Linked DNA regions of Mus musculus: region 2 is linked to region 1. The links are chromatin contacts, called in public Hi-C maps. All regions are on one chromosome and are shown on one strand. Each heading gives the region's core, a stretch centred on a gene start, on an enhancer-like site or on the middle of the called end of the contact. The rest is flanking DNA. Distances are from core to core; before and after follow the strand shown.

The links. Hi-C and Micro-C count contacts between places; a contact is called where the count stands out from the background.
Region 2: a Hi-C map of the N1E-115 cell line shows a contact between it and region 1, with 3 times the contacts expected there. The contact joins two enhancer-like sites. A contact is called at or near these places in 1 of 484 Hi-C or Micro-C datasets (the N1E-115 cell line) and 3 of 115 datasets of contacts at active chromatin or transcription factors (embryonic stem cells and extraembryonic endoderm stem cells).

The regions. Positions count from the first base shown.
Region 1 is chr12:17,395,383-17,398,888 of GRCm38.p6, forward strand. The region is part of intron 13 of Nol10 (nucleolar protein 10); the gene reads left to right. Among named protein-coding and RNA genes, the nearest start is that of Gm36752, 39 kb to the right of the region's middle. Within about 2 kb of position 1,974, at least 13 of the 459 cell types and tissues checked have an H3K27ac peak or open chromatin away from gene starts, as enhancers often do. A contact at or near this core is called in the N1E-115 cell line, where this site is marked.
Region 2 is chr12:17,769,003-17,772,508 of GRCm38.p6, forward strand. All of the region lies in intron 2 of Hpcal1 (hippocalcin-like 1), which reads left to right. Among named protein-coding and RNA genes, the nearest start is that of Gm51995, 33 kb to the left of the region's middle. Within about 2 kb of position 1,714, at least 61 of the 459 cell types and tissues checked have an H3K27ac peak or open chromatin away from gene starts, as enhancers often do. A contact at or near this core is called in the N1E-115 cell line, where this site is marked.

The DNA.
Region 1 (3,506 bases), core at 724-3,223:
TCTGAGCAGCCTGTAAGATGGCCCCTTTTGCCTGTGCTGGGCAGGTCTTTTTGCCAACCTTACAGTTCTGAGTACGCTGCCTTTGCAGTTGGCAGATGTGCTCCGCAGTCTCTCCCTGTTGGGCCTCTGTCCAGTCACATTTCTCCTCCTGCCTTGCCCACAATGCCTGTTCACAGTAGAATCTGTTCCTCATGGTTCCTGGAGGGCTTAGCTTTACTCACTTTCTCTACAGTGGAAGGTGTCTTTGAATGACGGTCTTGGTTGGATAAGGGCATCTTTGGCAGTCCATTCTTGCTTAGAAATGAGGCAGTGGAGGCTGCCTATAGATCCTCTGTAAGAGTGGAGCAATGTGTTCCTGAGGACTCTGTGTGACCATGAGCAGGGGCTGTTCCTGGGCTCCCTGTGTGAGAGTGAGGCAGTGGACTGCTGCCTGGGAATCCCTTTGCACCTTGTCTTGTCCCCTGGACGTTTTCCTTTTGATCCTTTGAGCCACTGTTTCCAGACACCAGTGCCTCAGGACCTTTGGTTTTCTTCAGAGACTACTTCCTGGGTTCTTCCTGAGGTGCAAGCACAGCAGTGCCCACTTGGCCTCTGGTATTTAAGGGACCGGGACAAAGGATCTCAGGGCCTGACATTTGGACAGTTGTCATTTTAGCCCCACAGCTTGAGTCATTTCCACCTTTGTCCTTTCAGCCCCAAAGCCATGCAGTGCAGCTTGGGTTTACCAGAGATCTGTGTATTCTGTCTCCCTAGAGATGGTGGGAATTAGGTGTCCCCAGCCCTGTCACCCCCTTCCTCGTGCCATGCCTCCTCCTGTCTGCCCAGGCGCACCGTGAGGGACGGTCTCAGTCTTCCCGCTCTTGCCGCTGGCCTTCTGTCTGTGCGCTTGCTGACGAGGTGTGCTCCCTGCGCCACTGTGCCTCCTCTGTCCTAAAGTCCTTTTCATACGTGTTTACTGTCATTTTAACAAGGCTTAGGGGTAGGAGCTGCTGTTAGTAACTGACAGCTCCTTGTAATTCTTAATATTGGCTTTACTTTTGTATTTAACTGTTTGCTTGGGATGTCCAGTCTTCCTTGGCTCTTAAATGTAGACATGCTGTCTGCTCATTTGTACTGTCAGAGCCTTGCGTAGACCAGCCGACAGGGAGAGAGCACCATAAACAGGGTCTGTCTTATTTAGCCTTGTTTTTCCTATTTTTAGTATATAAACTATGTTTCTAAAGATTTATTTATTTAATTAATCTATATGTGTACACTGTAGCTGTACATCTGGTTGTGAGCCTTCATCTGGTTGTTGAGAATTGAAATTTTTTTTTAGGACCTCTGTTTGCTCCAGTCAGCCCACTCGCTTCAATCAACCCCTATCGCTCAATCCCTGCTTGCTCTGTCCCAAAGACTTATTTATTATTATACATAAGTACACTGTGGTCCCTGCTTGCTCTGTCCCAAAGATGTATTTATTATTATACATAAGTACACTGTGGCTGTCTTTGGACGTACCAGAAGAGGGTGTCAGGTCTCATTATGGGTAGTTGTGAACCACCATGTGGTTGCTGGGATTTGAACTCAGAACCTTCGGAAGAGCAGTCAGTGCTCTTACTTGCTGAGCCATCTCTCCATCCCCCAAAATATGTTTCTAAACTAAATCAAAAGTAAATCATGGCAGATAATTTTTCTCCTTTTCAAAAGTAAACACTGCTGAATTATAGCTCATGCCTATGGTCCCAGCACTTGAAAGACAGAGGTAGAAAGATGAGCAGTTCAAGGCCATTCTGAACTCAGTGAGTCGAGACCAGCCTGGGCTCAGATTGTTCCCCAAAATAAAATAAAGCATAAGCACTGAGATTAAATTGTAGTAATGCTAATCTGAGTTTTGGGATCAGAGGACAAAAGGCTACTGCAGAGCAGTGCACCTTTGGATGACTCATAGTACTCAGGCTAATGCCTGTAAACTTGGATGTGCAATTAGGCAGCTCATTATGCTGCAAATGCAATTACATGCTCAAAGACAGCTCCTCCCTTTGGCTCACCCAGTCTGTGATCGCTCATTATAAAGCCTCAGCTGTCAAAATTGGGAAACACAAGTGGTGCTGGTGGGTCTTATAGCCAACATGGAATAAGCTATAGAAGGAAATCTTTATATTATAACTTAGCTAAGTTTGATATTTATTTGCTACAGGAAGCAATAGTGTGTGTGTGTGTGTGTGTGTGTGTGTGTGTGTGTGTGTGTGTGTGTGTGTATTCTAGTACAGTACCATCATCTCTTTCTTACCTGTAATTTTTATTTTTAAAAAACTATTGTTTTCTTTTTTATAACTGACCTGATTCCTTAGGACTCAAGTTTTACCTGGATTGACATTAATGAGGCTTTCTTATCTTCATTTTGTCTTGTCTTAACGCAGTGATATGAATATACGTGATTCTGTTATAGACATTCTTAATGTGTTTAACAATGGGACACTAACCCAGATAGCACCTGACATTTCATATAACCTACGTTATATTTACTCTATTACTATTTTTTAAGATGCCAAATGTTCTGTGCTGTAAAGCCTGGGCCCAGTTATTTCTGATGAAGGTGATAGCTTCATGGGGAGAATGGCAGTTTACTGTTTGGACCTAGGTTTAAGCCCCAGGAGTCTGACTTTATCCCTTCGAGTGGTCACTGAGGTCACAACAGTGTGCACTTGGCCTCTGGCATTCAAGGGACTAGGAATGGTGGTGTTTTATTGCTTGAATCCCAGAATTTCTGTCTGTTTTTTTTTTTTTTTTTTTAATTTCTGTCTGTTTTTAAAATGCCCTGAAAATAATTAAAATAACTTAATAGTTAACTTGAGTGGCTGCCAAGTGATAGGATTATTCTATAGTGACCTCAGTGACCACTTGAAGGGATAAAGTCAGACTCCTGGGGCTTAAACCTAGGTCCAAACAGTAAACTGCATCAGCATTGCTGATAGTCAGCAACTATAGTTCTGTTTTTTTTTTTTTTTTTGGACTTGCTTACTTATTTGTGTATTGTATATATATGTGGCCACACACGTGTTGTGGTCAGAGAACAACTTTTTACACCATGTGGGTCCCAGGGATAGAACTTAGGCTGCCAGGCTTAGGCAGTGGGCACCAGACTAGACAGTGGGCGCCTTTACCACGGCCAATTGAGCCATCTCATCCTCTCAGGACCTGGAATGTGTTAAGTGAGTTCTCTGAGCTACAGCTCCTAGCTCAGAAAGCATGGCATGGCTGATGGAAAGTTAACAGGTCATCAGATGTTAAAAAAAAAAGTTTTTCTCAAGTTATAAAAGCAAAACTTAGTAATTAGTGTGTCTAAGGAGGATTATCTGACATGTAACATTATGCCTTGGAAGACAGCAAGGGACTTTGATACGTTAATATGTAGTCATTGTAAATATAACAAATCATGACCATGGTTTTTTCAACTTACTGGTAGGTCTGTGAGGAAAGCCCTAGTGTGGAGGAGTGCAGAGTTAACACCTTTAGTAAGCTCC
Region 2 (3,506 bases), core at 464-2,963, 370 kb after region 1:
CAATGAGTCACAGCCTGCAGTTCAGAGCTCAGTGTGTACTGAATGACAGCTCTGGGGTTGTAGATAATGACCTCTGTTTAGGCCTCAAAGATCATCTGTGTTGCACAGAAAGGGTTCTTTGGTTAACAGCTTCTTCTAGAACAGCGTCTTTCAACCTGTAGATCTTGACCTCTTTAAGGGTCACATATCAGCTATCCTGCATATCAGATATTTACATTATGATTAGTAATAGTAACAAAACTACTGCATGAATTGGCAATGAAAATAATTGTATGGTTTGGGGTCACCACAACATGAGGAATTGTATTAAATAGTCACAGCATTAGGAAGAGTAAGAACCACTAGCTCTAGAATATTCTGGGTTAATGGCTGGAGATTGGGTGTGCTATAGGAGAGAGTAGTTTAGCTGACCCACCCTGTAATGATCCCTACCTAGAGATGACCAGCGTGAAAACCCTAGGTAACATCTCAGGCAGCAGGCCATCTTTCCTGGAGTAGATTCCTGTGGGGAGTGTCCTGGTCAGAGGGTAGGGTGGGAAATCTTTCCTGTGTTGAAAGTCAGGGCTTATTTTTAGGACAACAATGACTTGGCAGTATCAATGTCCTCTCTAACTTTATCTCGGGAGGTTTTGCCTGGAGAACAGTGTTGACAGCTGTGAGAACACACACAGCTACAGTGAGTGCACTTGTCCCTCTGGTCCACAGTGGAATTCTCAGAGGTATGGGAACCAGTGCCCTCACAGGCTGTTGGGGAAACCTACCACCTCCCCTCTCTTGACACTTGCTTTAGATCAGATTCAGTGTGAGCTGATGCCCTGGGCCACTGGTCAGCAAAGCCAGCTTGGATCTTGGCTAGCTGGAGAACAATTTAACTGACAGTCACCTGGGTTCCTTGATCCTAACAGGGACTCCTTTGAGAGCTTGTCCATTCCTGTGGGCAAGAGGTCTGGACTCTCTCAACCAGAGCTGAGCCAGCTCAGATGCCTCCCACTTAGATCCTGGCCTCTCCAGGTGGGGTCCATGTCAATCCTTTTCTTCCCTTTCCCGTGGCTCACCCTGGATACAAGTTCCTGAGTTCCTGGAACAACCCAGATTTCCAATTTCTCTCTAGTTGATCTTTTGAATACTCTTGGACTTCCCTGACCCAGTGTGTCAACTTTCAGGCTAGAAATACTGAGGACACATGAGACCCTCAACAAATGTTTCACTGTCTGCAATTGCTGGGGTCTTCAGGTCTCCAGAAAGCCCGCTCTTTGGCTGGAGTTAATACTATGGCTTAGAAAGGAAGGACTGAGGGCTTGGGATACATAGCATAGCTCAGTTGGCAGAGTTTACCTAGCATGCATGAAGTTCTGGGTTCCATCCCTAGCATGAACTGGTACATACATACACACACACACACACACACACACACACACACACACACACACACCTGTAATCCTAGCACTTAGGAGATGAAATCAGGAGTATCAGAAATTTAAGATCAGCCTCAGCAACACTGCATGTTAGAGGCCTGTTTAGGAAAAGTGAGGCCCTGTTTAACAAAAAAGGAGCAGGGGTTGGTGGGGCAGGCTGGACCAGATTCTACAGAGTGGTACAGAAGCATGGGTGAGGACAGTGCCTGTGGGCTGCAGAGCCACTGTCAATGGCTGGGTCTTCAGGGATCCAAGGAGTGCCCAGGCAGCTTGTTCCCTCCCTCCCTAACTTCCTTCCTCCCATGAAACAATTACTGTGGCCTTCCTGTGTTGTCTGTTAATTGGTCATGAGATCCGTCCCAGCTGTGCCCTGGGGAACTGGAAACCAGCCGTGTGCCCTGGGGGTGGGGGTGGGTGAAAGGGGAGCAGTTGGTTCATCTTGAAACTCAACCTCTGTGTCCTCACCCTCTGCCCACCAGCTGCCTTGACACTGTATTTGGCAGAATGGGCACAGGCTCTATGTTGAAGGAAAGGACCCAGGCCTCTCTTGTGTAGCCAGCAGTGAATATCTTACACAGCTTTGCATGCCCCTTGCTTTGCTCTGGGAGTTCACATAGTAGGTCTTCAATTAATGCTTGTTATTAGAGCTTTGCTTAGTAGGTATGCAGTTAATGCCTGTCACTGGGGCTTCACATAGTAGGCATTCAGTTAATGCCTGTCACTGGAACTTCATAGTCAGGTTTCTGCATGGCTCCCAGAGGCTCCATGCAGAACCTGTGGCTTCTGGCCCTGTGATCGCAAGACTCAAAATGGCCAAAGGTAGCTTTTCTGAGCTTCCCACACCATTCCTCATAAACGTTCCCACCTGGACTCAAGACTGTAGCTGCTGGGGTCACTGAGGGGCCATCGGCACATCCCACTCCCCTACCTAGCATTCTCTGCAAGGAAGGGAGGGAGTGATGATGGTTTAATGAGCATGACTTCTGTTCTTACTTCTTCCCGAAGACATTAGCCACGAGTCAAATAGCTTGTGAGCAATTCCCTGGAGGTTTTCTTTTGAGCTTAAAGAAGAAGAAGAAAAAACAAAACAAAACAAAACAACCTAATTTGTGGAGTGGGTACAGAAGCTATACTTGTAGCCCCCAAATTCACAGGGGTCTCTTGCCCTGAGGACAGATCCCTGTGTCAATACATAGCTACCTCATCTAATATTTAAGGTGACAGTTCTCTTGGTTGACTTCTGCCCAAGGCATATTATTAGAATGTGGCCGAAGCTCATTCACTGGGGGCACATGAATTCTATTGCTCCCATTCACTGGGGACATCATTCAGTCAGGGACCTGGGCAAAATGTAGCTTTCTGCTGTCGACTGGGAGCAGTGGACCTACCAGCCAGGAGGGTGGGAAAAGAACATTAATGTCTCTGAGGGGAAAGAGCCCTCTCATGTACCCTAGCAGACTGCTCTGTGGAGGAGTCGCATCTTAGAGCTGGGGTCTATCTGCTCAGGGCTGCACTGATCAAAAGCCTTTCGAGAAAGTATGTGCTTCAAGAAGTGCCCTCCCAGACCATCCTGAGGCTGGCAATGTTCAGGATATCTGGGCTTGTGCAAGTGTTTGAATCTGTCATTACAAGTGGGTATAGATCCCAGGCCTTTACATCTGTTGCTTCAGGTTTTTATTCTGGTTTTCACCCAACTTGAACCAACCTTCAAGAAATGAATCTGAATTCCTTGGGTTTGATGGTATTTATTTCCTCTTTCTTTCCCTAGCCTTCCCTCCTCCCCACACCCTACATCATCCGTTTCTCCATTCCTCTCTTACTCTTCCTTACCATCCCAGACTGCTCCGTGTTGTTCAGCTCCAGTCTACACTGTTCTGTTATTGTTGAGTAGTAGTGTGGGTTGTGAGTCCTTCATCGTCCCCCTTAGTGTGCCTGGAGAGGTAACAGACCCAGAGTTGGGTAGCAGAAACAGGCTTGCTGACAGTGGTCTCCCCTAAAATCTGAGCCTATGAGCTCTTGAAACTTAGCAGCTGTGAGGGGCCCCTGAGTCTGACCCTATGAACTGCCACTCCCGCCCCCAGGTAGATGTAC